Regions from separate parts of the Mus musculus genome. Here regions 2, 3, 4 and 5 are each linked to region 1. The links are chromatin contacts, called in public Hi-C and HiChIP or PLAC-seq maps. All regions are on one chromosome and are shown on one strand. The core of a region is the stretch at or near the end of the contact, and the rest is flanking DNA. Distances in the headings are between cores, read along the strand shown. Region 1 has its middle 47 kb from the start of Gm46508. Region 2 holds the start of Cplane1 (ciliogenesis and planar polarity effector 1). Region 3 holds the start of Ranbp3l (RAN binding protein 3-like). Region 4 has its middle 26 kb from the start of Ranbp3l. Region 5 has its middle 55 kb from the start of Ranbp3l.

Region 1 (5,713 bases), core at 1,587-4,086:
TGGCTTAAAATCCCCAAAGGCTCTCCTTTCTTGGTTCCCTCGGTCACCTTATCTATGCAAGGTCTCTCAGAAAGGCTTCATTTTCCTAGGGACCCTTCAGCTTTTCTCTCCCATCACCTCTCGGAGATCCTTGACAACCTGTGGGTCATGACCCCTTGTGAGGGTCAAACGACCTTTTCATAAGAGCTGCCTAGGGCCAGCAGAAAACACATAGATTATGATTCTAACAGTAGCAACATCACAGTTATAAAGTAGCAACCAACTTTATGATTGGGGGTCACCACAACACAGGGGTTACAGGACTAGGAATTAGAATTAGGTTGAGAATCACGGCTCTAGACTGTAGATTATAGACTACAGAGGACTCTCATTCTCCCATACTTTCTCAGACACACACTTGCACTCTGAAGACAACATGGCAACCCCTTCCAACCTAGGACAGAGCTGTCCAGCCCACACAACTGCTACTCCAGCCTTGGGTTTCAGGACATTCTTCTTTCACTAAGTTCTAACTCTGAAGGAAGGGTTATCACATAAAATATGGCAGCCCATTAAACTTTAACTTCAGGTAAGGAACAAATATTGTCTTAGTGTAAGAATTAAATAAATAATACAGTGATTATGAAATGGAAGACACTGGAAGTTCTATTATTTGATAATATGGGAAGCCCACATACAAGTGAAGTGAAAAATAGAAAATAATTCCTATTTGCCTTAGTACAGTGGACATAATATGGGAAAAATATGTGTTGGGGGAGGGGAGTTTTTGTTATAACCACTTCAATTTTTAATTGCTAAGTGAAAGCAAAAACATTCTTTAAAACTCCCACATCTAGAATTTCCTACAGTTTCTTTGTCCTGGTAATATTATCACTGATTATGTCCTTGTAAATCTTGTGGCCACCATTTAAAAGCCTGATGAATCACTTTTGAGGCTCCACGCAACTGTCTTAAATAAATTAAATGGTGTTTAGCTTATCTGTACTTGAAGTACTTTAAAGCTGGCATCTGCTTCTCTCTCTCACTCTCCTCTTCTCTTCCCCCATCCCCTCTCCATCCCTACTCCACATAGAACATTCTCTGTAACCCATTAAAATACAGACATGTCTCTGGCATTGCTTTTAAGAGATAGCACATTTTCCCCTTTACTTGAGGGTGTCTTTTAGAAAAGTACCTATGTGTCTGCCCTATTGTCCTGTTCAAACGTGACCAATTTTCCAGGAGCTGTAAAGAGGGAAATGGGGAATTTTTTTTTTTCAAAATCTTTTCCAGATTCCAAATGGCAGTCATTCCACAAAAGCCCCTACATTAAGCCAGGTATGATGGCGTGGGAAGCAGGGTCCAACTGGGACAGCAGAAGGAACAAGTAGAGACACTGTCTCCCACCTAGGAGATGGTGGGTCCATAGCCGATTTCAAGACCGCCATCAATCTAATGGGAAATGGCATCAGGTGGCAACTTAGGAGCGCTTTCTCTAACTGTGTAAGTTTGGGGAAATTTATTGAGTCCTGAAAATGCCCAGACAGGAGCTTGGAGACATAGCCATTGCAAGAGAAAATAAAAACCATTTAGAATCAGCTCAGCTGGGAGCACTGAGCTGATCAAAACGGTCTCGGCCAGGAACACCTATCTGAAGACTACCACCCAGAGCCACTGCATTCAAACAACAGGATCCCAAAGCCGGCTTGCTTTTAAACCTAGGAGAACTATGCCAAACAAACAGAAAGCACAGCTGTCCTAAGGAAAATGTCACGCCAGGCATAGTAAACTTATGCCTGTCCTTATACTTCAGCAGGTTGAGGCCAAAGTACCACAAGATTGAAACCAGTTAGGACTACCTAATGAGATCATGTCTCAACCTGAGAGAGAGAAAGGGGTGGGGAGAAAAAAGAGAGAGAGAGAAATGTTTCCTGAAACTTAAAGACCTTCAGATGTTGTTTAATCCCAAATCTGGACCCAATTGGTTAATCTATGTCATAATATACCTGACTTCTCAATCGGCTTGCAAAAGTCGCTGGACCTCGGTGATCCCTTCTGTACCTGTGGAGGTCAGATAAAGTCGCCATCCCCAAACCAGCTTTCTCATTGAGTTACCATGTTAAAAGGAATGCTCATGAAGTGAGCGCTAGTTAAATGGCACATAAAGAAGTTCAACTTCTTTATCTCGGATGTATGTAATTATTCACTTTGCAGAAGTGGTAAATGAATAAACGGGACACATATACATCATTTATATACATGTGTGTTCATCAAATTCTCAGCTCAGTTCTTGGCACTCTGGACGGCTCTTGAAATGTTTATAACGAAACGGGCCAGTGAAGACAGAGAGGCTTCGCGGTCCGCAGATGTGATGGATGGATGGAAGCAAGCCCGCGAGAAGCTGCAAGAACTGCTGTCTTCTGGGAGGGAGGCTGGAAACCAGACTCTCCGAAATCTGACAGAGCTCTTCTGGAGGGGCTCCGGGCGCTGCACCGGGGCAGAGCAGATTCCCCTGCCAGTGTCTGCGATGCTTTTGTCAGTGCTGGCTCTCTCTCAGCAGCCCTGCGCTGCATGGTGGTTTTGTGAAGCGCATAATTCGACACTCCGGGGAGACCACCCAGCTTCCTCTCCCAGAGTCTCCCAGGGAACAAAACTGTCCCTCTGTGTGCCAGTGACCTCCCCCTCTGCCGGCCCCCTTCCCACTGCTGTCCCCCACCCCCACCTCCCAGCCAAGGGGAAATGGAAAAGCCAGTCAAACCTTCCCTGGTGGGAACCAGGAGATTTGCTACTAAAGCAGCCCAGAGAGGAGGCCACTCTAAGCCTGGGATACTGCTGCCACCCTGTGGCAAGGACCTCCCGACCCAGAGCGGCCCACACCGTATAAACCACCCAACATTCTCTAGAAACTCCTCAATGATGGGCTCCAGGAGGGCTGTGGAACGAGAAACAGCTCAGAAGCCCGAATGAAAAGTGAACTTGAGTAAGTCCGTGTCTGCGGTGTGATTCCCAGTGTGTAGGACGGGATGGATAGTAACTGGGAACTTACAGGAAAGGCTAGTTCCCCAGGCCCCATCCAGGGCTCTGGAAGGTAGAACCCAGCAGTGTGCTTTAACAAGACTGTTGCGCGCCAAGGTTTTAGAACGTCTGATCCAGAGTCTGAAAAGGCAAGGACCACGAAGCTAACCACCAGCGTCCTTATCTCTTCTTCTCTGGCCCTAAACCTCCCCATGTCTCTCTTCGTGCATTTTAATTTCCTAGGATTGTGGCAGAATAGATACAAAACAAAGGAAAAGTCACCGATGTGCATACATGCTTACTGGTTCAAAGACTTACTGATGCTTTAATTAAAATTTAATTTTTTAAATTTAATTTAAAAATAAATTTATTGCTGGGCAGTGGTGGCACATGCCTTTAATCCCAGCATTTGGGAGGCAGAGGCAGTCAGATTTCTGAGTTCAAGGCTAGCCTGGTCTACAAAGTGAATTCCAAGACAGCCAGGGCTATACAGAAAAACCCTGTCTCGAAAAAATAAAAAATAAAAATAATAATAATAAAATAAATTTATTATTTGAGGTAATAAAATTTTTTGTCGTACCACTCAACCCATCGAGAAAACTCAGATCCTTCATTTATTTGCCAGGTATTTATGGAGTGTCAACCTTATCTCAGGCACATTAATGTGCACTGTAGATAAACCTACCCCTCCCTCCACCACCACCCCCACTCCAGAGCTCTATTTTATTCAGGTGTAAAATAGATTTTCGAAGACTAAACTATGTCACCTCCAATGTTTGTATATTGGAACTCAACCCCAGTGAACATGTATTTGGAGAGAGAGCAAGCTCAGAGCAAAGGCCACGTGTCTGAAAGCCAGAAAAGACCAGCTCAGAGGTCAAACATGCGGGTGCGCCAAGGGCTTTCGGCCCCCAGACTGTGACCAATAACTGTGTGTCCTTTAAGCTGCCCAGTCCGTGCTGTTGTGTTAAGGCAGCCCAAGCAGATTAAGATGTAGGACAGGTATAGTCAATGATGGGAAGCACACCAGTGCAGGGTGACGTTCGGAGAGGAACTAGAGAACTTTAAGGACGGGGTAGTCAGGGAGGCTACCCGGGCAAGTCTCCTGTAAAAGATCTTAAGGAAGTAAGGCACCAGCCTTGGATTCATAGGAAAGAAAAGGCTGGTGGTAAAACACCTCAGGTGGGCATTGGTGGGCTTCCCCGGGGGAGGCAAAGTACCACAAGGAGGCAGTGTGGCAGAATGGGGGATGGAGCCAGACAAGGACCAAGGGTCCACTTGAGAGGGTCTTACAAATCACATAGGAGAAGAGGGCTTTAGTCTCGGCGTGCCGGGTTGCCTCCAGCAATGTAAGGGTTAAGAGATCTTTCCTTTAGATTCGAATGTGTTCCTGTCAAAGTTTACACATTGGCATCACAGTGATAGTGAGCAGTGGGCCTTTAAGATGTGAAGATGGGACTTCTTCATGGACAGTGGCTGGAAAAAAAAAAAAAAGGCGGCTCCGTGCAGCCTTCTGTTCCCAATACTCCAGCCTTCCACCATGTGAGGACAGCGTTCTCCCGATCCAGAAAACGAATTCCTCACCTAACCACAGAACCTTTATCTTCATTTCTCTAGCCAGTAGCATTGTGGGAAAGTAAATTCTTGCGCCTTATGCCCCAGTGCAGGGCATGTGATTGTAGTGGGACTAAGACGATATGTAACTCATCTGCTTATCCTCCGGTGTGCAATCCCTCCCGGGTAACGCAGCCGCTTCCTATTAAGATGGTTGGCACCCTGTGTCTCTTGGTGTCCCCGCCCCCTCTTCTCCCCTCTACATTCTTCAATCTGCTCCCGCTGACCTATCGACACAGGGCCCCATGAGACTTCCAGTTTCTCAACCTGTCCTTCGCATTTCACAGGAATAAGAAAAGTTCAGATGTGCCAGTTATGCCCTCTGCTGGTCAGGGCGCAAAAGGCAATCAGGAAATGAGGTCGGGGTAGACCGTATCTTCAGCGACTCCCCTTATGTCAGCCTTTCTTTCTCCAGCCGTGCCCACAGCTGGCAAGACTGGGTTTGGCATTGCCCACTTCTCCTTTTGCATAAGAACCCTGCGGTCTGGCTTATGATAAGAAAGAAGGGAAATGAGGGAATTTAGCAAATGGGATTCCTTTGTAATATATGCTCTCAAGCCTCTTGCCTTGAGACGAGATCCTATTGTGAGAACCAAAAACCTGAGTACTGTCAATTTCTCTCTACTGTAATTATTCCAATTTTTTCAGGCAAATAAGTAGCCTTGGCTGGCTTGGCTGAGAGTATTCTGACAAGTAAAAGGGAAAATTACATCAGCTCGCCTTCAAATATTATGTCAGTGTTATAGAAAAAAAAAATCAAGGCCTGGCAGTAGAGAATTCTTCTCTGGGGTTCTTTTTTCATACAAGTTTTTCAAAAGCTCATCCCCTGCTTCCTATTTCTCCCTTGGAGATTTATTCATCTATGAAACTCAAACCATTCGAGCCTTTTATGTCTGGCTGAGTTTTGCCTCTATAATTTATTCCACATAGATTTCCCCCCTTGAAATTGCAGCCTGTGCCAGCAGGTCACCCAGGACTTCCTGCCCTTCAGAGGCCCCATAAGATAAAAGGGTAAAAGCCCTCACTGGAGAGAGAGATGGGCCACCCTAGAAGTCAGATGCTGAAGGGGCTTGGCCCCAACTTCTAGCTCTGGCTCACGCCACGC
Region 2 (5,713 bases), core at 1,350-3,849, 460 kb after region 1:
AGTCACAAGATCCTGTGAATAATAACAGCAATAACAAATAGCCTGAAATATTTACAAAGGATAGGTTTTCTCAACACTGACAAAATAACAGATGGAAACCACCTAAGTAAGGGAGGAAAGATTTGCTGTGGCTTCATTTCAGAAGGCCCAACTCTCAGTGGGCTGTTTGCACAGAATACCCTGCTGTAGGAGCACAGGGAAGAGCAGAGTCTTCGCCTCACAGGAGAAAGAAAGCAGAGGGAGTAGGGATAGTGGACCAGGATTAGCCTTCAAAGGTGCACCCCCAGTGACCTATGTTCTCAGACCAAACTCTTTAAGTTTCTAGAACCTCTCAAAACAGTATCACAAGCTGGAGACAGAATATTCAATCAAGATAATGAGCCTACGGGAGACATCTGAAAGTCAAATGGTAACACTGAACATGTTAATTTACAAGTTGGAGAACTTTTAATACATCTATAAAAATTCTTTTTTTAAAAAAAATTTATTTATTTTTATTTTATGTGAATTGGTGTCTTTCCTGCATGTATGTCTGTGTGAGGCTGTTGGATCTCCTGGAGCTGGAGTTACAGTTGTGAGCTGCCATGTGGGTTCTGGGAATTGAACCCACGTCTTCTCGAAGAACAGCCAGTTCTCATAACTGCTGAGCCATCTTCTTCAGCCCCAACAACTCTCTTTTTAAAAGGTAAGAAATTGCATTCTGTATTTCATCCACATCCTGAACAGAGGCAAAATGTATTTGCTTTCTTAATACGCTACTTCTCAGACAGTGGCCATAAACATAGTTTCATATGATCTGCATTTCTCAGTGTAGCTGACTATATTTTAGTAAAGAACGGCAAATTCCCTAGCCTCCTGCTCTGCCGATTCCCTTGACGTTAAGGTAGACTGTGGGATTACTCTGGCCAAGAGAGTACAATGGAAGGGACACTATGAATTTCCAAGGCTAAATCACAAAAGGGGAGAAAAATCCCTGGAGTAACCATTTATGAAACTCCTCTCACCAAGTAAAGCAAACGACCGTCAGCCCACACAGCTGTGAGCAAGTCCAAACTAGCTCACCTGAAGAAGCCTCCACAGTCCTGTTGCTACTGCACATGAAGTTGCAGCTACTCCAGAGGCTGAGGCAGGAAGACCAAATTCAAGGCTTCTCTGCCCAGACCTGAATTTATGGCCAGCCCGACCCTGCCTCAAAATGAAAAGAGCTGCCATACCACTGTTTTGGCACGTGAGGTGGGGGGGGGACATTTTTTTCAACTCAGGTTCTTCCCAAATGATTCTGGTTTGTGATAAATGGACATGAAACTAACCAACCAGTGTCAGCGAAGAATCAGAAGCTCAGGTGTTCCAAATGAAGGATGATTTAACCACACAAGGCGGCCAAATGAAGCATTTTATTCTGCATCAAAAAACAAAACAAAAATGCTATATTATTCAATGCCAAGTTTCCTAAATTTGATGACTACTCATGTAAAATAGCATTACCAGAAATATGCATTATTCTGAGTATGACAAGTGAATATAAGACTATTTAATATACGCAATCATCTTCAAATCAAAAGCTATTTCTAGGTAGTTTAATAATTCCTAAATACTATACATATGCACATGTAAAGAGAAAAATAAGGTACAGCAAAACATAAGGAACTGGTTAATCTAAAATACATATTTAATTACATTATGCAACTTTAAATGCAAAATTGATAAAAGGCAACAGGAGAAAACCCAGCACGACTGAGTTAATCATCGTTAGATTCTACTGGTGACAGCAACTTGTTAGTTTTGGTTTTGAGGGATTAATTGTATTATGTTTTTTGTCTAATGAGTCCTTCTAGATGTGAAAGACACTTAAAGATTTATGCAAAGGATTTGTTTGGGAAAAGATAGACATATTTTTTTTTTCAAGTAAAGCATAAAAGATAGAAAGACAGCAAACCCACTTCAAGATTTCAGTACGGTGCGCTACAGAATCACGTACAACCTCCCGTCACTTAGAATTCTAACAATCACCTCTCTCCTGGGATGCAGCAAACACCATTTTCTGACGCATACTGCAAAGCCTCTCAAAACACTGATGCTACTGGATAGACCAAGCACTACACAACAGACACTGCAGATGGAAGAACTGATTTTTAAAAAAAATCCGCTCCATGGCGCAAAAATATATGTATGACAGGAGTAATCTGCCCAGTCTACGGGAACCGGGGAAAGGTACCTTTATTTCAAACAAATCGGAGCATACAATTTCAAGAAAATCGCTGACGTCCCGGGCGGGGTTTGTGCTACGGAGGATGCTAGGAACCCGCGTCCATCCCTCACTGCTCTGCCGTCCGCTGGGGTCTCCTCAGAGGTTTCCTCGTGGCTGTGGCCGCAGAGTCCTGCCCGGAGGTCCCCTGTGGAGGTGTGAGGGGCCACGGCGGGGAGGGGACGCCTGCGACCCAAAGAAGGACCTGGGCGGGACGGCGGGCGGCCGCGAGGAAAACGGAAGTCCCCACAGCTAGCCCGGAGACCCTGGGAGGCGGGGGGCACGGGGACCGAGCCCCTGGGGAAGGTCCCAAGGCCGCCACCTCCCACCGAGGACCGCAGAGGCTGCGAAGCCGCTGAGCCCTGGAGGAGGCCGCGCCCGCCACCCCAGAGCCGTGTCCAGGCGACGCGTGGGCGGGGCCGCCCCACTGCGCATGCTCCATGCCGCTCCGTGGGCGGGCACCTGACGGATCCCCGCCCGCCCCGCCTCCTCGGCGTAGCCAGCTTTGCGCCGGGGTTCTGGGAGAGCGCTGCAAGCCTGCCAGAGTGGGTTACCTCCACCGAGTCTGTCCTGCCCTCCTGCTCTCTCCTCAGCTCGGTAGTCCTTTCTCTCTCCATCCATCCCTGGCTTCCCCTCGTGCAAGACTTTTGAGTTTCCGAGCTCTCCGTGGAGCTTGGCATGAGAATGCCTTAAGAACCAACATTTAGATCTGCGCTGTTAAGAGCAGTTGTTGCCTTTGTGGAGGACCCGATTTCAGAGTCCCAGCACCTACGACATAACCCTGAGTAACTCCAGTTCCAGGGCATCTGACACTCTTTTGTGGCTTCTGTGGGCACCAGCTACAAAGGTGGTGCACATACATACACGTAGGCAAAACACTCATAAAATAACAAGTTAAAAAACAACAACAACGGGCTGGTGAGATGGCTCAGCGGTTAAGAGCACCGACTGCTCTTCCAAAGGTCCTGAGTTCAAATCCCTGCAACCACATGGTAGCTCACAACCATCCATAACAAAAATCTGATGCTCTCTTCTGGAGTGTCTGAAGACAACAGTGCACACACATATAATAGATAAATAAACAAACAAACAAACAAAAACCAACAACAACAACAACAAAAACTTGCCGGGCAGTGGTGGCACGCCTTTAATCCCAGCACTTGGGAGGCAGAGGCAGGCGGATTTCTGAGTTCGAGGCCAGCCTGGTCTACAGAGTGAGTTCCAGGACAGCCAGGGCTACACAGAGAAACCCTGTCTCAAAAAACCAAAAAAAAAAAAAAAAAGTCTCTAGCCAAAACTTCAGCTAAAATTAGACAATAAATCGTGTTGGTCATGGAATTCTTCACATGTCATGAAGGATTTATCACAATTGGTTATCGATCAAATTAACTCATAAAAAGAATACTCGTCTTTTACCTGCTCAAACAAGGAGCAAAAGTTCAACCTTAACTCATCTGTGCACTTTGCACAATCCACACAGGTATCTTACAGTACTAAACTGTTGGTTGTAAGATTCACGTATTGCTGAATGTGCAGCTCTGACAAGGTTCATCCGCATGGACGCTGAAATGAGCTGCTGCTCCAGCCCCCTCCCTTCTGATGCTGTCTCCAGAGACTTGCTTCTAGAGCAGCTTCAGGAATAGCCCCAGGTTCCAGACGGATTAGGTTCATCCAGCCTTTCAGACAGCTCCAGTCAGAACCTGTCAAGCCCTGAGCCTTCTACGTATACAACGACTGGGTAACAGATGCTAGTGCTAGCTTTCTTAAGCCTAACCACTTCTTCCACTTTCCCTCCTCCTCCCACCCCTTAAAAATATTTGTCAACCCAATTCAGCAGGAGGAAGTTGTGGACAGTTGCTATCCCTATCTCTCGATTATGGTTATTTCATAAATTATAGGTAGGCTATCATTTTAAGGGATAATTTGGAAATGGTCATAATTTTGAATAGGGAGGAAACTAAATAGAGGGCTTAGGCTTGGAGCTTTCTGTCTTTCCTCTCCTCTCCTCTCTCCTTTCCTTCCGAGGTAAAAGGAAGGAGGTTAAAGGGAAAGAGAGGATAGAGTGATAGTATAGAAAGTTAGATATATGGGATGGATTACTAAAATTATTCTTAAACAAAGCATTGCATAGCCATAATCTAACATTGGTAGAAATCTTTGTATTTGATGCAAACTTGAAGTTATAATTCCTTATATTGGTACAGAATTTATAAATTGATATAGGTTTAAGGTTTCCATCCGTATAAATCTTTGAATATTGTTACAAAACTTGAAATTAATATTGTTACACTTAGGCATTGTGCCTATGCAACTCACTTAAGAATATAAAGCTTTGCCCGGCGTGGTGGTGCACGCCTTTAATCCCAGCACTCGGGAGGCAGAGGCAGGCAGATTTCTGAGTTTGAGGCCAGCCTGGTCTACAAAGTGAGTTCTAGGACAGCCAGGGCTACACAGAGAAACCCTGTCTCAAAAAAAACAAAACGAGAATATAAAGCTTTGACCTGATCCTTCTATAGCTGCTATTACACACGGTCTAGGATAATTAAGTAATGCAAGGTAAGGGCCAGATGCCAGACAGTAAACTCATAGTCATATTCGATTCTGATTTAATTATAATTAGGTGCTTTCATTTTTATTCAGCTAGAAATACCTAAGAGCAGTAGTTTAACAGTTCAGATATACTAGTCTTCAAAAGCATCAGAAATTCACAGATTATGACATTTAAAATAATTGCATTATTAATAGATTTTTGACTACGAGACATGTCTGCTGTTGACAGTACCCTCACCCTTCACGGTACAAAGAAGATACTGAGCATCACAACCTCCATAGAGAGTTGCTCCAGTTGTGGCAAAGTAGCCACTGGGCCAGAATTGCCCTAGTTCATCTGCAGGCAAAAAATACTGTCCAGGAAAGGACACATGATATGGGATAGTTGACAGCTTAGCTCTGTCAAGACAGAGTAATTCCTGCTTCTCTTAAGGTCTGTCAAATGGTTCTGGGCCAGGGCTGAAGACATGTACATTTCTGGGTTAAAAATTTTGAGATGCATGGGTGGCCCCATCCTTCAACTGGGGGCAGTGCCTAACTACTGGGGGTGATCTCTACAGGTTGTATCTCCCCTTTTGTTGGATATTTCAGCTAAAGTCATCACCACTGGGTCCTAGGAGCCTCTCTCTTCCTTAGCATCTATGACTTTCTAGTGGCTACCTCCAGCTCCCTATTCCCCACTGCTATGTTTCTATTCAGTTTCCTGACACTCTGTACTTCTCCCCAGAACCTGCCAATGCTTGATCCTGCCCCTCCCAACCTCCCCTCCTTTCTCCCTCCCAGGTCCCTCCCTTCCTCTACCTCCTATGATTGTTTTGTTCCCTGTTCTATGTAGGACTGAAGCATCTACACTTTGGTCTTCCTTCTTCTGAAGCTCCATAAGTTTTGAAGGTTTTATCGTTTAAGTACTCTTGAGCT
Region 3 (5,713 bases), core at 1,936-4,435, 340 kb before region 1:
TTCATGAATGACTAGATAGTAAGACTAAATACCAGAGTTAAAATAGAATACATTAGCATACTGTGTGCAGGGCTAGAAATACATGTGTGTACTAAATCTGACCATGCTTTAGCAGAGTTATATGTTAATAAACCAAAGTCCACATGGTAGATGAGAACTAGAAGATCAACCTGGCTGAAGTGAGGCCAAAAGCTTCATATTCATATGTGTTTATATATGTTCTTAATCAATACATGCAACAAACATCCAAAATAGGTAATTAATCATGGTTTGTGTGTGGGGGAGAGGGAGAGGAAGACGGAGACGGAGAGGGAGAGGGGAATATGGATAGAGGGAGACAGAGACAGAGAGGGAGAGAGAGACAGAGATGGGGTAGAGGGGAAGAGGGAGGGAGCACTTATGGATGCTGGCAAATGAAGCTGGGGTACAGACCCACAGTGGCTTCCTTCTAGAAGGCAATGAACACCTTTGCCTCTTTGGACCTTTGCTGAACTTTGCAAAATAGCAAGGCGCAAATATAGCTTTGGGAAAACCCATTGCCACCACACCGAATGAGCACCTTCAAACCTCAAGACTGCAATAGATGTAAACATGTAGGTTATAGGAACTGGGCTGCCATTTAACAGGTCACTGGTCAGACCTCTAGATGATATTTCTTGTGGCACCCAGTGGCTAGTCTGGATTTCATTAGCATGCCTCACAACTTCGGGGATGGTGGTTTTGGTGGGCATATATTTTCAGAATTGGCCCCAGAAGAGTGTGGTTGCTTTCCAAAGATTCCGAGTGAAGAGCTCCTGGTTGAGAAGGGAGGAGTAGGCTGGAGCCTTCTTGGTATTTTGGGAAGTATGTCATCATAATGATATTTCCAGGCTTCTCTGGATGGCCAGTAAATGAGAAACCATCAAGACAGCCATCCTTAAATTAAAACAACAGAGGGATATTATTTTCCACTTATAAAATTGGAAACAAACTCTAAAGCTAATGCCCAGTCTTACGGGGATCATGCCCTTTCCAAACTTCAGTCCTGGAGAGTGGAAAACCACTTGGCCAGAAAAAAAAAGTTTAAAAATTGCATAATGTTTAGGACATATCATTCTCTAAGAATTTGCCCCATGCAATGAATCGTCTGTGTACAGTTATAACTATTAACTTATGCTTAATTGGGTTAACTTTAGTGACAAGTGTCTGATATTGCCCACTAAAAATAATGTTGGGGAGATCATATATAATGATGCAAGAATTTGTCCATCATGTACTGGCATTTAAAGGGCAGTTTACAGAGTACTAAGTGCCAAATAAGTGGAGTCTTTTTGTTTTTAAAAGCAAGCAAAATAACAGTCCAAGCACATACATTGAAGAAGAGACTAGGCTGCCTGTTAAAATATTCACAGCAGGCGTCTTTAGGATGTCACTTACAGGACTTCTTTTTACTCACTTCTCCAGGCTCCTCTCACCAAATTTTCTATTATAAATATCACATCTGAATGAGAGAAGCTGAGGCCTTGCACATTTTAAGTAAAAGAGAGCAGCAAAGAAACACCTAGACAAAACCGAAGATTTCCTAGTAACACGTGAGCCACGTGGACAGTGCCACGTCTAAGGCTATTGGCTCAAAACTCCCTCTTTTAACCAGCGTGCTCTGAAAGGCTTATACTGTACTCCTTACACAGGAATCATCTCCTGTCCCTGCTCTGCTAAGCCCCGTGTGGCATGAGGTCACTCAGCTCAGCTCCGGAATCTTGCAGGGAGGTGGCTTGAGACATTCACCAAATGTTAGCACCCCTACGCTACCTTGAATGTGGGAGGTTTCCATCCATTAGCAGCTACCCACCAGGAGAGTGAAATCCAAAGCCAAGTATACACAGAAATAAATGAGGCTCTTATGCACTGTATATCCTAGATCCATGACAGGCTGCAAGGAGTTAGATGCGTTTGGAAAGTTCTTAGCCTGGGGGAGGGGCAGGGTGATGCTGGTGTCATCAGCTCACAGCCTTTCCCACTAGTGTCTTCTGTTGTCCTTATCAAGGGGATAGAGTAGTAGTTGGTCTATTTGTATCAATCGTCTGGCTGAGTAGTCAATCTGAAATGCTTTTAAAGATTATTCATGGAAAGCCTGGTGAGGTGTGGCGTTTAGGTGTCCATCAAGTCAAATGCCACACTGTCTGTTCCAGATCTCTTTGGACTCTAAAATGAGTGCCAAAATATGCATTTTCCACAACTGAATGAGTCAGAGGTCTTCACAAAGTTAGATGTAAGCAAAGCCCCTACTAGTAGTAGGACATGAGGTTAGCGCCAGGCTAACAAAGCTGCTCTTGGCTAAATTTCCTCAATAGCCCAGTCAGCCTTGCCCCATGGGTGTTTTCAATTATACACACCCTAGCACACTCTACACAACTGGCAGTGTCTAGTTTGAGTACCTGTTTCCAAGGAATATGTATTCTCAAAAGTCTTTCAAGAAATGATAATCCTTTAAATCAACAGCGAGGCCACGGGAACCTACTGTCCAGCCTATTATTCTTCCTCTCAGAGGGTGCAAGCTCTTCACCAGCCCACCCTTCCCCAGACATACAAAAGGTCAGAAAGTCACAGAGCGCAGGACTTTGCTCTCTAGACCCACCTTGCTGTTGCCGATCCTCCTGCACCTGCAGCTGACGCGTGCACGAACTGGTGAACAGGTGGCTGTCGTCTTTCCTTTGTGTTGTAGACATGGTACCAACGATCTGGCTGTGACTCGGGGACCACTAGCGCAGTTTGTCTTAGCCAGACATCAAAAACTGTCTTCAGAAGTTACTTGGAAAGAACACAGAGGCACGCGCAGATCTCGCCTCGCATGTAAAACATTTACTCCTCGAAAAGCATGCCAGGGTTTCTACTGGTCAAGAATTCTGCAGTAAATATTTACCAGTATCGCACCTCCTGCCTACAAAGATGCCAGCTTATTTGGCTGGAAACACGACTTAACTCTTAGTTTATTTTAAAGCGCCCTGGACCTTTCCCCTTTTAGAATGTTCAAAAAGAAACGACGTCTCTCGGTGAAACTAGCTCTCTCGTTCAATTTTAGCCGTTTTCAGTTCCTTCTCTGCTGTAAAGTCCAGTCCCTCTAGTGTAGAGAGGACTGCTAGAGAAACAAGCAAAGGGGGAAAGCGCTGCAGGATTAAATCTGCCTGGTTGGAGTTCGCCCCTGTGACAGTTGGATGTGTACAGTTCTTAAGGGAGGCTGGAGGGGAGGAGACTGGGCTAGCTGATTAGCATAGAGAGGCAGGCAAGAAATAGCATTCTTATTGTTTTAACGGAGTGACCAAAGCAGGGATGGTAAAGATGTCCGGACAGCACAGCAATTAACCACCTTGCTTCTGCTGCGTTGTCATTAAAGCCCAAGCCCAAAGCAGGGCTTGGGCAGTGCAGTTATTCTCAGGCACAAGCGAAATGGAAAAGATCCAGCTGGATCTGGTCAGGAGCGCATGGAAATGTACTGCTGGGACTCTCGGACTCTGTAAACAGCTCCGAGGCTCCAGGAGAGGAGCACAAAACACTACCCGGAAACATTAGCTTTGCTTCCCAGCACAGTCTCGACCACTGCTGCCTCTGGGTTGTAAGACAAGGCAGCTTGTGAGGTTTCTTGTGCTTGCCGGTCCATCACTGTTGGAAAGCAAACCCTAAACTCCTTAGACTCAGTGAAGTCATAATGAATATCATAGGTCCTGCCTTGCAGCGTGACTCTGAGCGAGACGCTCTGCTTGAATTTGGAAACTGATATAAAACACCCTAATAAGGTTGCCTCCTTATGATATCTAGAAGGCAGGGAGATGTGTCTCTTCTTGTTTTCTTCTTTCATCCTAAGGCAATTGACAATTTCCCAAGCATATTTTCATTTCTGAAAACACATGAAATGCATATATCACTTCACCTTTGTAATTCTTGTGACTAATTCAAATGAATTTTTTGTATTATATTTTGGGTTTTATTTGATAAAGCTGGCATAAAGATGTAGACTTGAAGAAGTGGATTCCTGGGCACAATCTGAGATATAAAGTTAAGTATGAAATCTACACTCTCACACCCATATGTTTGTGTGTGCATACCCAGGCATACACTCACACCTGAGACAATGCACACAGTCACACATGTATCCAAACCCAAATGTGTGTGCACAAACGCACACACATGCACACCCACGCACATGTGTTTCTTAATTCTCTGTTCCAGACAAAGGAGCAAAGCCTTTGTACACAAAGCTGGTGTTTGCCTTCATTGATGGACTCCAGCTTTTCTGTAGGTCTGTCACAAGTGCTACCATGTTAGAGACTAGGGCTGATGCTTGGGGACCCTTAGGGTTCTGCTTGGGGTTACACTATGGAGTCCTCGGCAGTGGCTGTATAATTTGCAGCAGGGATGCACCTGAGTTAATGCCCTGAGCTTTGAGTTACACTTATAACTGCTTTTTTAGGGTTAAGCGTTGTAGGCTCCAGTGGAGTGAATCCAGCCTGGCCGAGTCTTCCTTGTGACAGGACAGAATAAAGCATACCGAGGATGCAGAACAGGCATTTCCTCCACAGGCACTGCTCTTCCTCACCTTTTAGAAACAGCCACCAAGTGACTTCATACCAGCCATGCTTTGCTGTACATTTTGCTTATGAGCAAAAGCAAGACATTGGAATGGCAAAATTGCCCATGCATGTTGTAGTGGCTATTCCTGGTTGTCAACCTGACTATATTTGGAATGAACTACAATCCAGAATTGGAAGGCTCACCAGTGACCCTTATCTGGAGGCTTGGAGATAGAAGTTTCTGATCTGGATCTTGGTAAGATTAAATCTCCGAGTTCATGGTCATCTGGGATTAAAGGTGTGGTGGAACACACCTTTAATCTGGGCTACACCTTCTGCTTGAGACAATATAAGGACATTGGAAGAAGGGAGTCTCACTCTTGCTCCCTTGCGTGCTTGCCGTGTGAGACTGAGTAACTGCTAGATCCTTGGACTTCCATTCATAGCTACTACTGAACCGTTGTTGGGAATTGGACTGCAGATTCTAAGTCATCAATAAATTCCTTTATCCATAAGTTCTGTGACTCTAGAGAACCCTAACTAATACACATGCATGAGTGTGTGTGTGTGTGCACGCATATGTGTGTGTGCATGTGTGTGTCTGGTATGTGGGTGCACATGTCCATGCATGCATGTGTGGAGGCCAGAGTTTGACTTCAAGTATCTTTTCTCACCAACACCCACCCCATATTTTGAGACAGGATCTCTTGCTGAATCTTAAGCTCACTGCATTGGGCAGACTAGCTGGCCATCAAGCTGCAGAGCTCCGTCTATGTCTGCCTCCAGGACTGACATTATACCTGTTTGGGCAGGACCAGGTGGGGATCCAAACTCAAGATAAAATATTTGTCCAGCAAGCAGTTTACCTGCTTAGCTGTCTCCCACCCCCACAGGCTTTCTTATTTGGGTTCTTCCTTCTCTATCCTACCCTTTTCTTCTTTTCTGGAAACCTGCATCTTTGTGCTCTCCAAAGAGTAGAGTGGAAAGATACATTGTTACAGGTAAGAGGCTTGTCAGCCGCTACTCTTAGGGGAGATACTTGGAGCGTTGGTGTCTCATGATTAGAGTTGACAAATTCAGTTTAACAATCTAATGGTATTGCATTCACTAGAGAATTCTCTCTTCTCAGTTGAACCCTATTTACAAAGCAGAAATGCATTACATTA
Region 4 (5,713 bases), core at 2,307-4,806, 310 kb before region 1:
CCCCTGAAACTGAGTTACACAAGGTTGTGAACCACACTGTGAGTATTGGGAACTGAATTTGGCTCCACTATAAGAGCAACAAATATTCTTAAACCACTGAGCCATCTTTCCATTCCCAAATGTTATCACTTTAATTCCAGGCAGATGGTGCTTTTATTAGAACTTCCTTTTTTGCATGTTTTGAACATTAAATTCTTAATTCACTTCAGGAGATGAAAGTCGTATGTATAAACTCCCCTGATATAACTGACATTTTTGTAAACTACCCATAAGAGTGTTGTGAAGAAATTTTTTGACGTTTTTGCATCTTAAGATATGTGAGGTTTTAACAAAAGGCTGTGTGCCACAAACCAAAGTCATACAACTTCACATTGATCTTTACTGGAGACTCTCTCTGAATTTGGCCTTTGCCTCGAGAACCCGTCCTTCTACCTCATTTAGAGACTAAAAGCAAAAGCATCCTTACTTCTGTCTAGGTCTATGTCTATGATGCCTCAGATCAGATTGGAACCTTTCCTCTTAATTCTGTTTTTAGAAGGAAGATTTCTCCTGTAGCTGGCTTCTGTCCTCCCTTAGAATGGTTCACTCAAGCAGGAAAAGCTTCAATTCCAGTGTTTCCCACTGAACATTTCCTGTGCCTGATCTACACATCAATTAATACATTACCACAAACAACAGTGTGGTCTAATAATTTGGCTTTAACCAATACAAATTGTGCTTCCTCTGCCTTCTAACTGTAAGTCCTTCACTACTTTCTCCATCTCCATGACGAGCAGGCTCTGCTACTCTTGGGGCCTCAGACAAACTATGCAAAGCCAGCTGCACAGGTTCTCTATTTCCTTCTTCTCTTTCGGTTACACTTGCTGTGTAACAAACATGTCTAAAGCTTATTTCACTTGAGACACAAGTGAAAATTAGGTTCTTGCTTTATGATTCTGCAGTAGACTGATCTTCTACTAGTCTTCCTGGACCATGAGTTTGCAATCGTCCAGAAGCTGATCCAAGGCTATTGGCTATGATTCCTTAGTTCTATTCCACATAGCCAATAGGGACTTCCTTTTACAATAGTCTTAAGGCTACATTTAAAGTGGCATACCTTGCATATATGTTATATACATACATATGTATGTTTATGTCCATACATATATACACTCTTAAGAATGGCTGGAACAGCCATACATACCATTTTTCCTATGAGGGCATCTGGACCAATTTTTTAAAATGGCTGAATCCTACAAGGGAACAAAGGCAGAAGATGCTGACATCCTTAAAATCTAGGCCTGGGACAAGCACAATGCAACTTTTACCACATTTGTTGGTTAAAGAAGGGCTCAAGGCCAGCCCAGGTCCAAGTGGGGAAAGGAAACCTGATGTTATCTTCTGATAAAAGTAGTACCAGGAATGTGTAGTCATATTTGATTAAACAACATCACTGTTTCTCCTAACCATTAGTTCAAAGGGGATTTTACTAAAAATGGGAGGTCTTAGTAAAATGGAGATAATTTAGAGCAGCAACTTTAATCAGTTGGGATGTTTTTAAAAGATATCGTGCACATCTAGACACACACACATGAGGGCAGTGATTATGTTAGGTCACAGAAAAAGACTTTAATACTAACAAAGTATGAAAACATTAGGTTGTTGTGATAGCCCAAGACTCTTGGCTTTGTGAAATAGAAAAAACGACCATGGAAATATTTTTCTTGGCTTTTGCATGGCTGATCTGCATGAACAACTGTGAAGCTGTGATTAGAAGGAGGCAAGATCTGCCTCCCAGCATCACCAGGGAGCTTTTCTGTTTATGCAGACCCTCTGACCTTGTTGTAGAACTGAAGCTCAATTCTCTTCCTTATTTACCCAAAGAGCAATCATGTCTCTTCATAGCAGATCAAGAGACTCTTTTCCCTGCCTTTGTGGTTTATGTGTTGTAAGACTCAATATCTGGCCTCTTTCCCTACTACTCTGGATCTTTGAAAGGCCCATGTCTGTGGTTCCAGGCTTACCTTGCAAAGGACATGGATGTCAACCTACTCTTGCGTGCAAGAACTGCAATGGAGGAAGTTTTCAATAACCTTATTCTCAAAGGGTGATACAATGCATTTGGTGGTCAAGAATCTAGGTAGGGAAGCTTTGCTATTTGAACACTCCCCCAAACCAAAGGACCAGATTTGATCATTTCTCTACCCCCTGTCCCAAGTAGGTCAGTCACAAAGAATCTTGTGCAATTTGGCAGGATATAAAAGCTTCATACAACATCCATATAGATTGTCACCTTAGGGATCCTTCAGATGAACTCCTGGCCCCGTTTATACCTCCACACTTCCTTTGTCACTCCAGAGTCTCTAGCAATCTGGGTTCTACTTGTGACATTTCACCCAACCCTTGTCAAACCTTTAGTGGCCAGTTTAAGGTCCTTAGCTGTCATCGTTCCTCAGTTCCTCTCCAACTCTTTACTCCCTGCCCACTCTGCCAAGCACGCTGTTTTCTGGTTTACTCTTCAGTGTTGGTTGTACCTAACATATGCTTGATTTTAACTCTTCCAGACTGTACTTCCTTATAGATTTAAATTACACTTCTTAATGACTGACATCTACTATGATTCCTAAATCCTTCTCCCAGGCCAAGGGGTGACCACATTTGGGCTCAATTGTTCCACACTTTATACTCAACAAGCATTTGCTAGAGGTGCCTTTCAAGAGCCACCTTCTCTTGACCTCGCATAGATTGATCCAGTGAGGCTCTGGATCTGCTTATCTTACAGACCCTCGAGAATGGCCCACCCTCAACTCTGGACACTCTACCACTGAGCAGATCTCTGGCTAAATGCTTGAAGATCTGCATGTTCTCAGCCAGCTTGCAGGTGAACTGAGAAAGTAGAAGATAGGTCGAACTGACTCTGTCTTGAGCATAAGGCCACGTCTGGACATGAAGATACCAACTTCATGTCAGGGGTTAACTGACTTGAACCCAGAAATCCATCCGAGAAAGGATTTGTTACCCTCTGCTTCCACCTCAGGTCCCCACAGTTAACATGCTCTGAGCTCTAACCCTGTGCCAAGCAGTTAATATCCTTTGCATAACGCATCTTTAAATCTGCCAATCCTGTGTGAGAGGTATTATTATATACACTTTGTTGATGGGCCTGAGTCTCAGTGGTGCCTGGTACTTCTTAGCTTCGCAGAAGCTAGTGAGGAATAGAGAGAGAATCCAGAACTGTCTTTTTACTCCAAGGACCGAACTCCAAATCATAACCTATGCACTCAGAGCCTAAAGCCATTCTCCTAGGACCTGTTGGAAAAAATGGTGGACTAAGCAACCCTTCTGGTCAGAAAGTGGTGTAGGAAGTCTCAGCTTCCTACTGGTAAATAACATAAAATTTCCACCCTCTGTGTATTTTTCCACTTAAAGTAGGCATCATATTTTTACCTGGGTCAAAGGGCAGTTTACTCATGGCCCGAGGAAATTCTAGAAATTAACAACTATAGTTTATCTGAGCCCAGCCCATAATTATGTAAGCTCGCTTCTGAGCATACCAGTAACTTTCCACTTCAGTCTAAATAGGAAGTATTCCTTCATCTCCTCAGACTTCACGTACGTCATTTTTAAAGCATCAGTCAGAGGATGCAAAAGGATAGCAAATCCAGTTCAGCTTTTTCTCTTTCCCAGAATAACCTCACGTATACCTGTCATATTTGAGCCATGAATTTAGATCACAAAAATGCCGGACCTGGCGCTGTGTATTTCATTCTCTGTGTTTCTCCAGCATCTAGCACGGTGCCTGGAACTCTACAAGCACCAGAAAGGATTTACTGGATCAACTGATGAGTGGATGTATGGATAAATGAATAAAATATGTACTTGAAATGTGAAGGGGCTGAGGCCCCACCCACTGATAGGGGCAGAGAATCTTTTTTTTTTTTTTTCTAGAAGTACAGCTGGGATTTCCATAAACCACCAGGCTCTCCTTTCTGTTGTTTATCATGTTGGGTTTTTGTTTTGTTTTGTTTTTCATTTTTTTCTTTCCCTAAATAGCCTCGCTGTAACTGGATTTACTGACATAGGACTACCTCCCCCCCCCCACACACACACACACTATGTCTTGAGCTAATCATACTGGGAAAAGACAGTGTATCAGACGTGTGTCTCCTACTTTACAGGGCCTTAAGATTCGACAAACCTCCCAAGGTAGGAGTCTGGAAGCTTAGCTACATCTGCTGGATTTTCCTCCAACTTCTGAATCTTCAGTCTCCACGTACATCTGACACTTACAGCCTCCTTCCACAGAGGTGTGTGCCTGTTAAGGTCAGGTTTGTGTGCATAAAACAGAACTACAACTATAGCTGACTAATCGAAGAACACTGTGTCCAATGGTAGGCTTCATATGCACTAGATGCTGTTTCTTTTCAATATCCTGTATGAGTTGCAGGCAGAAAATGGGAAAAGGATGATAGGCAAAAGCTTATGCCCCACAGAACTGGATGTATCGCACTATAGGGCTCCCAGCAGTCAGGTTACAGATGAACTAACATACTTGCAAATCTGGGGAGATGAACGCTTTAACGAGTTTACATTGCTTCTTATAGGAAAATGAGGTTCTTTCCTAAGGTTAAATAGGGGTGAGACTGGCTTTTTACATTTTTTAAATTATTTTATTTTATTACATTTCAGATGTTATCCCCCTTACCGGTTCCCCATCCTCTCCCCCTCCCCCTGCCTCTATGAGGGTTCTCCCCTACACACCCACTCACTCTTGCCTCAGCGCCCTAGCATTCCCCTATGCTGGGTCATCGAGCCACCACAGGACCAAGGGCTCCCCTCCCACTGATGCCAGATAAGGCTATCCTCTGCTATACATCCAGCTGGAACCATGGGTCCCTCCATGTGTACTCTGTGGTTGGTGGTTTAGTTGCTGGGAGATCTGGATTATCTGGTTGGTTGATATTGTTGTTCTTCCTATGGGGTTGCAAACCCCTTCAGCTCCTTCAGTCCTTCCCCTAACTCCTCCATTGGGGTCTCAGTGCTCAGTCTGATGGATGGCTGTGTGCCTCTGCAGCTGTATTGGTCAGGCTCTGGCAGAGCCTCTCAGGGGACAAGACTGGCTCTTAAATATAATGTCCGACGGGGCAGTGTTAGATGTCCCTGGGAAGAGCTGTGGGGGCCAGGCTTTTAGGACCAAGGCACAGCCTTCACACCTTTGGTGACATAGTTCACAATGCCCACCACCTTCCATGTAACCTCGTCTCCCCTTATCATCTGTCCCTTTCCATGTTCTCCTCCTAGGCCAGATCTCTTCCCCTGAACTCTAGCCACTGCCCAAAGTCCAGCATCTGCCTCTGCATCATCCCTGCACACCTCCACCATGGTCCTTTAATCCCTGGTCCAATTCTGATAGACAATGTGCTACCCAGCCTCTAGATTACATTGATGGTTACCTGGGCAGTGGTTACCTATAACACCCAGGATGGGCCCCTTTGAACTGGAAGACAGTTTGAGTCGTATGTGAACTTGTCCACAGAATAATCTCGAGCCTGACCCTAAAGACAGGTCTGTTTCTATGGTAACAAAACTCCCGTTGTCCCCTCTCCGGGCTGGATGTAGGATACTCAGAGCTGAAGGGTCCTATTCCTTTCTCCCTTGGACACCACCTCTCTACCCAGCAGCAGCCAGAGTGCCTTCACTGCACGGGGATGACAAGTGTGGAGCAGCACCTCAG
Region 5 (5,713 bases), core at 2,394-4,893, 280 kb before region 1:
ATAACTAGATTGGGAAGAGCCTCCAAATTGATTATCCAATACCAAGTGATCAGCCTTTCCAGGATCTGGCATCTATGTGGAAACCTTGCTGATACTTGACTGAGAGTCAGAAGTACAGGCTCTGGCCACTGACTGCACCAGATGTCCATCATCAGCATTTCGCCAGCCCCACCAGCTAACCTCCAGTTGTCAGCAGCAGGCAATGACAGCTCCATTGCTCCGGTGCCTGTAGATGACAGCAGGGATGCGCTTCCAGGATCTGAAGCCTGCCACACTTTCCAGTTCTTTGTCAGTGATCCAAGCAGGAACTATGAGCTCTTGTGGATAACTACCACATAATTTGTATTTCTCATTGATGTTGGAAATCCTCCAGGAATTGTTCATATCAAAACCCATCTGCTCCACTTCATTCTTAAACCTTGACGTCACATGTTCCCCTGGTCTGCACAGGTCTCCATGCTGCTCCTTTTCACTGGCATAGACCTCCATGCACCAAGCATGGTATGTAAATGAGAAGAGATCTTCTATTTTACCAGCTGGTCGGATTGCATTGTTCCATCTCTTAAGCCAATCTTGACATTGCTCAAAGGTTGGGAACTGACACCTGATAACTTTGCAGTCTTTGCATGCCAAATGAAGCTGAAATATATCACGGCATTCAATGCTTTCAATAAGCTGTAATGGAACATTAACAAGAGACTCCTTAAACTTGATGTGAAGCCTGTAATTAGAAAGGGCAATGATGGCCTCCTCAGCTCGGCCCTCATACACTGTGCTATCTCCATGACGTTCAAGGAAAGGAACCTGAAGATTCTCATCCTCTCATCAGCTGCTTCCTGGGAAAGATCTGATTGGCCTGGATGCACTCAAGGCTATGCCGCACCTCTTCATCCATGACCCAACCAGGTCAGGAGAGACCGTGTCCTTCTCTAGTCTCTGACAAGGCTATTCTTTCTCTTCTGCTTGAGACCTTTTACACTTTATTCACCAAGGCAGGATCTGCTGCTGAACTGGGGGTTCATTGATTTCATTCTCTAGCTAGCCAGCTTGCACCAGTCTGTGACTCTGAAGCACAAGTGAGTATCGTCCTGAGAACTTTTTCTTCTACCAGATTTCACAAGGAAATCAGGCGGCAGGACATGGCAAGGCCCGCCACCACAAGGCCTCCTCTGCCACCCCAGAAGGCTGCCAGCCAGGGTTGGCAGGGGCCAGTGGCTGGGCCGCTGGAGCGTCGCCGCCACCGCTGCCTTCTCACAACCACAACAACATGGCGGCAGCCTATATTATACATTATTAAACAAACAAATCTACTAACATATCATGTATTAGCTGTTTTTTAATAGTTCAATATTATGGATCTTTTTAAAAATTCAAAATATATTATTTATGCTTTTAAAGGTTATATGAAAAGATACTTATGGTTTTCAAGGAAATATTCATGACACAAAGATTAAAATGTTTTTCCTACATGTGTTCCAGGAAGGACAGAAAGGGATAAAAGAAGATATAGAATAGCATTCTCTTGTAGAAATACAGTTTTTTAGTTCTTATATATAGCCTGAAATTGCAAGACTATTTTAATAAAAGAATTACCCAGTTTGTGTCAGTCATTGATGGACAAAGCTTATCTGTCTTAGTTAGAGTTTTACTGCTGTGAACAGATACTATGGCCAAGGCAACTCTTAAAAAGGACAACAATTTAATTGGGGCTGGCTTATAGGTTCAGAGGTTTAGTCCAGTATCATCAAAGCTGGGCATGAAAGCATCCAAGCAGGCATGGTGCAGGAGGAGCTGAGAATTCTACATCTTCATCTGAAGACTGCTAGCAGAACACTGGCCTCCAGGTAGCTAGGGTGAGGGTCTTAAGCCCACACCCACAGTGACACACCTACTCCAACAAGGAGCGACACTAATAATGACACTTCCTGGGCCAAGCATATACAAACCATGACATTATCTTTCCCTTTTCTCCTCCTGAAACTGAGTTGAGAAAAATGTCTCCTGCTCCCTTTCCTTCCCCTCTTCCCCATCCCCCAATAAGGTGTGTTCAGATCTCTAAAATCATTTTCTAAGCTATGAAATTTGTCTTTAATGATTACACCAGGTAGAAGTTTCTGAATTTTCACAGTGACTGAGATGTTAATGTGTCATGGTTCAGTTTGTTGCTGCTCTGCTAGAGGAGCTTCAGGAGTAGAGACCCCACCCCAATCCCACCCCAACCCCGCCCCAACCCCGCCCTCTGGTCAGAGCCCAGGCCACAGTGCTTGTGATCCTCCTGTTCAGTGCAGGTGTGAAGCTCCTCTGACAGAGACTGAAGTTCTGGCTGAAGGTGTGCAGCACATAACTGCAAAGAAGGATGGGGGTCACCTGGTGGGAAGCTGAAAGAAAATATTAGAACTCCTTTTTGTGTTCATTCAAATTTTGAGAAAGAAAAATGGGTTCTACCAACATTCTGCAGATGACTTCATTGTGCTTGCATGTCAGACAATCAGGTTCATACAACAGGTGAGGGAGTGTGAAGTCTCCTAGGAAAAGTGTGAACAGAGTGGGAAGTGTCCTAGAAGAATAGACAGAACCTGAGTCCTTCACTCCATTGAATGGCTTCAGAACTGGCCAGAAATACCCAGTCTTAACTAAACCAGCTCTGACAGAACAGAGTTCCACATGAGACTTTCAGGTGAGGATACTGTTTGCAATAATACAATCTAATAAGTATACAAAAATACCTTGGCAGAGAATCATTTACTCATATGTCTTTCAAAAATAATGCAAGGAAATACATGTTATACCATGTGACAAAGAAGTGTGCTCCCAAATTGCAACTACCAAGATAATTTAATATACAGGTTTTTAAACATTATTATTAATGCTTGTATTGCCTGTAATATACATCATGATTTGAGAAATTAGCTAATAATAGTTGAACATGTACATAAATTATGTATAGTTGAGTTAAAATTTATAGTTTGAATATTACTAGTCATTATTCTATCACAGTACTAAAAATAAAGTTTTAAAACTAAAACATGAAAGGCAAAGATCTGTAGGCTTAGATTTTTTTTAAATCTATTTTTAATAAGGATTCTAAATGCTTTAACCCCCCTTCTAGCCCACTGTCCAAAGTTAGGGAAGGAAAGATGGTAAATAGGACAAGGGGGTGTTTAGAAGTAGTTCGTTGGGATGATTGCAATCTCTTTCAGGATAACAGCAGTCCAGTTCAGTAGTGTCAGCATACCAAACACGAATCAGCAACAGTGGCACAATCTAGCAGAAACCGCCAAGCCAGCAACCAGTACCAGCAGGGATGCCAGGTGAAGTTCTCTCTGCCTTGCCTCTCTCAATGAAGTGAAGATCAGCAAAGATGAAGATTGGAGACAAACAAAGAGTTGTAAAGCTAGCTATGCAAGCACACCGACAGTCTGTTGAGTACTATTTAAACTCTTTCCAAACATCATGTGTCCTTCCATGGGTCTTGTCTTAGCAAAACACCAACTGAGTCTGTATCACCTGACATATCCAGAAACTTCCACTTCAAAGGTCTATTATATGTTCAGAACATTGAAAGGGGGAATGCCATGCAGGCCAAAATAAGCTTTATTGCCCAAGATAGTCTTAACAATAATGTGGAAAAACAAGACATTCTTAGTTGAAATGGATATTGAAATGCTATGAATCATCACATATACCAATCTCTGCCTGTTTCTACAGAGAGACTTGGGGGAATAACTGAATCTGTGAAATCTATCTCCCAAAATGCAATCCGCTGCCATTCACTCCTTAGATCTAGAGATACTCAAATGCTTGCTAGGTTATCAGGTCCAAAGAAAAATGGGACCTAGTGACATTGATTTGTAGCATAATTTCCCCTGAATCCTTAGCATTTTGCCAGAATGAATAATTATTCTGAGTCATAAAAGACTCCAAATCAGTCTGTGAGTAAGAAGTCAGGGAACAGCATGAAGAGCTCAAGTTCATAGAAAGCATCAACTACCAGGGAAAGCTGTATGGACCAACCCTCGCCACTCCATTTATCTCTGTATACACCCTGAATTCTCAGTGTTGTCTGGGTGTCTCCACCGACCATTCTTTGAGGAAGCATAAGCCTTACTCAGCCTTCTTTTCCTGCTCCCTAAAACAGTACTAAACACAAAGGTAAAAGAGAAAGAGGAGGAAAACACAGAAACTCCTATTATGGGAAACAATGCTCCTTACTTCATAGTAAGCACATTCTTATTTCATAAGAACTTGGGGGACCCTCACAGACCAGTCTGCGCAGGAGAGCACACGGGCTGCAGAAGCAGCATAGCTTCTTGGACAGGGTCCTTTTGGGCCTTCATCTTCAGCCAGGAGACAGAACTGAGACCGAGACCTCGGCGCACTTTCCCCACCAGAGGAGAGCCAGCGTCCAGGGAGGGCTCAGACCCTGGGACCAGGTGAGAATGCCATCTTGTATCCTGGGTCTCTCAGAGACCAGTCTGTGCAGGAAAGTGCACAGGCTGAAGAAGCAATATAACATCTTGGACAGGGTTCATTCGGGCCTTCATCTTCAGCCAAGAGGCAGAGCTGAGCTCCAGACCTCTGTGCACCTTCCCTGCAAGAGGAGAGCTTGCTTGCAGAGAGAGCTCTGACCACTGAGACTCAGGAGAGAGATGGACTCCCAGGTGTGCTGAGAGAGGCTAACAGAATCACAGGAGGAACAAGCTCCAGCCAGAGACAGCTAGAACATCTAACACCAGAGATTACCAGATGGTGAAAGGCAAACTTAAGAATCTCACTAGTGGAAACCAAGACCACTCAGCAACATCAGAACCCAGCACTCCCACCACAGCAAGTCCTGGATACCCCAATACATCCAAAAAACAAGATTCGGGTTTAAAATCATATCTCATGATGCTGGTAGAGGATTTTAGAAAGGACATTAATAACTCACTTAAAGAAATACAGGAGAACACTGCTAAACAGGTAGAAGTCCTTAAAGAGGAAGCACAAAAATCCCTTAAGAAAGTACAAGAAAACACAACCAAACAGGTGGTGGAGTTGAACAAAACCATCAAAGATCTAAAAATGAAAGTATAAACAGTAAAGGAAACCCAAAGGGAGACAAGTCTGGAGATAGAAATCAGACCCAGTAGGAAAGAAATCAGGAACCATAGATGCATCAGAAACAGAAGAAATGGAAGAGAGAATTTCAGGTGCAGAAGATTCCATAGAAAGCATGGACACAACAATCAAAGAAAATGCAAAATACAAAAAAAAAAAAAAATCTTAAGTCAAAACATCCAGGAAATCCAGGACACAATGAGAAGGCCAAACCTAAGGATAATATATAGTATAGATGAGAATGAAGATTTTCAACTTAAAGTGCCAGTAAATATCTTCAACAAAATTATAGAAGAAAACTTCCCTAACCTAAAGAAAGAGATGCCCATGAACATACAAGAAAGCCTACAGAACTCCAAATAGACTGAACCAGAAAAGAAATTCCTTCTGATACATAATAGTCAGAACAACAAATGCACTAAATAAAGATAGAATATTAAAAGCAGTAAGGGAAAAAGGTCAAGTAACATATAAAGGCAGACCTATTAGAATTACACCATACTTCTCACCAAAGACTATGAAAGCCAGAAGATCCTGGAAAGATGTTATACATACCCTAAGAGAACACAAATGCCAGCCCAGGCTACTATACCCAGCAAAACTCTCAAATACC

The links. HiChIP or PLAC-seq counts read pairs in DNA pulled down with a chosen protein or histone mark. Hi-C and Micro-C count contacts between places; a contact is called where the count stands out from the background.
Region 2: a Hi-C map of cortical neurons shows a contact between it and region 1, with 4 times the contacts expected there. The contact joins the promoter of Cplane1 here to the enhancer-like site in region 1. A contact is called at or near these places in 12 of 39 promoter capture datasets (the 3T3-L1 cell line, 3T3-L1-derived adipocytes, the C10 cell line and 6 more), 2 of 15 datasets of contacts at CTCF or cohesin (large pre-B cells and pro-B cells), 5 of 484 Hi-C or Micro-C datasets (cortical neurons, hematopoietic stem and progenitor cells, olfactory sensory neurons and 1 more) and 6 of 115 datasets of contacts at active chromatin or transcription factors (the SCID.adh cell line, T-cell acute lymphoblastic leukemia, astrocytes and 3 more).
Region 3: a CTCF HiChIP or PLAC-seq map of the NIH/3T3 cell line shows a contact between it and region 1, with 13 read pairs. The contact joins the promoter of Ranbp3l here to the enhancer-like site in region 1. A contact is called at or near these places in 13 of 39 promoter capture datasets (the 3T3-L1 cell line, 3T3-L1-derived adipocytes, cranial neural crest and 7 more), 2 of 15 datasets of contacts at CTCF or cohesin (the NIH/3T3 cell line and embryonic stem cells), 12 of 484 Hi-C or Micro-C datasets (the C2C12 cell line, brown adipocytes, cerebral cortex and 2 more), 6 of 115 datasets of contacts at active chromatin or transcription factors (the NIH/3T3 cell line, craniofacial prominence, embryonic basal ganglia and 3 more) and 1 of 9 other capture datasets (pancreatic islet).
Region 4: a CTCF HiChIP or PLAC-seq map of the NIH/3T3 cell line shows a contact between it and region 1, with 10 read pairs. The contact joins two enhancer-like sites. A contact is called at or near these places in 1 of 15 datasets of contacts at CTCF or cohesin (the NIH/3T3 cell line), 3 of 484 Hi-C or Micro-C datasets (the C2C12 cell line, embryonic fibroblasts and nephron progenitors) and 6 of 115 datasets of contacts at active chromatin or transcription factors (the NIH/3T3 cell line, acute myeloid leukemia, craniofacial prominence and 3 more).
Region 5: a contact with region 1 is called in a CTCF HiChIP or PLAC-seq map of the NIH/3T3 cell line, with 10 read pairs. The contact joins two enhancer-like sites. A contact is called at or near these places in 1 of 15 datasets of contacts at CTCF or cohesin (the NIH/3T3 cell line), 6 of 115 datasets of contacts at active chromatin or transcription factors (acute myeloid leukemia, embryonic basal ganglia, embryonic forebrain and 3 more) and 1 of 9 other capture datasets (embryonic trunk).

Annotation. Positions count from the first base shown.
Region 1 is chr15:8,626,499-8,632,211 of GRCm38.p6, reverse strand. No RefSeq gene overlaps it. Among named protein-coding and RNA genes, the nearest start is that of Gm46508, 47 kb to the right of the region's middle. Within about 2 kb of position 2,836, at least 66 of the 459 cell types and tissues checked have an H3K27ac peak or open chromatin away from gene starts, as enhancers often do. A contact at or near this core is called in 3T3-L1-derived adipocytes, the C2C12 cell line, the NIH/3T3 cell line and 6 more, where this site is marked.
Region 2 is chr15:8,165,992-8,171,704 of GRCm38.p6, reverse strand. It overlaps Cplane1 (ciliogenesis and planar polarity effector 1), which reads right to left and starts at 2,599. Exons shown (of 53, transcript NM_001162906.1): 1 at 2,216-2,599; 2 at 1,311-1,399; 3 at 1-12.
Region 3 is chr15:8,965,421-8,971,133 of GRCm38.p6, reverse strand. Ranbp3l (RAN binding protein 3-like) reads right to left here and starts at 3,185. Exons shown (of 14, transcript NM_198024.2): 1 at 2,618-3,185. The coding sequence starts at 2,708.
Region 4 is chr15:8,938,859-8,944,571 of GRCm38.p6, reverse strand. No RefSeq gene overlaps it. Among named protein-coding and RNA genes, the nearest start is that of Ranbp3l, 26 kb to the left of the region's middle. Within about 2 kb of position 3,556, at least 10 of the 459 cell types and tissues checked have an H3K27ac peak or open chromatin away from gene starts, as enhancers often do. A contact at or near this core is called in the NIH/3T3 cell line, where this site is marked.
Region 5 is chr15:8,909,666-8,915,378 of GRCm38.p6, reverse strand. It overlaps the pseudogene Gm5043. Among named protein-coding and RNA genes, the nearest start is that of Ranbp3l, 55 kb to the left of the region's middle. Within about 2 kb of position 3,643, at least 3 of the 459 cell types and tissues checked have an H3K27ac peak or open chromatin away from gene starts, as enhancers often do. A contact at or near this core is called in the NIH/3T3 cell line, where this site is marked.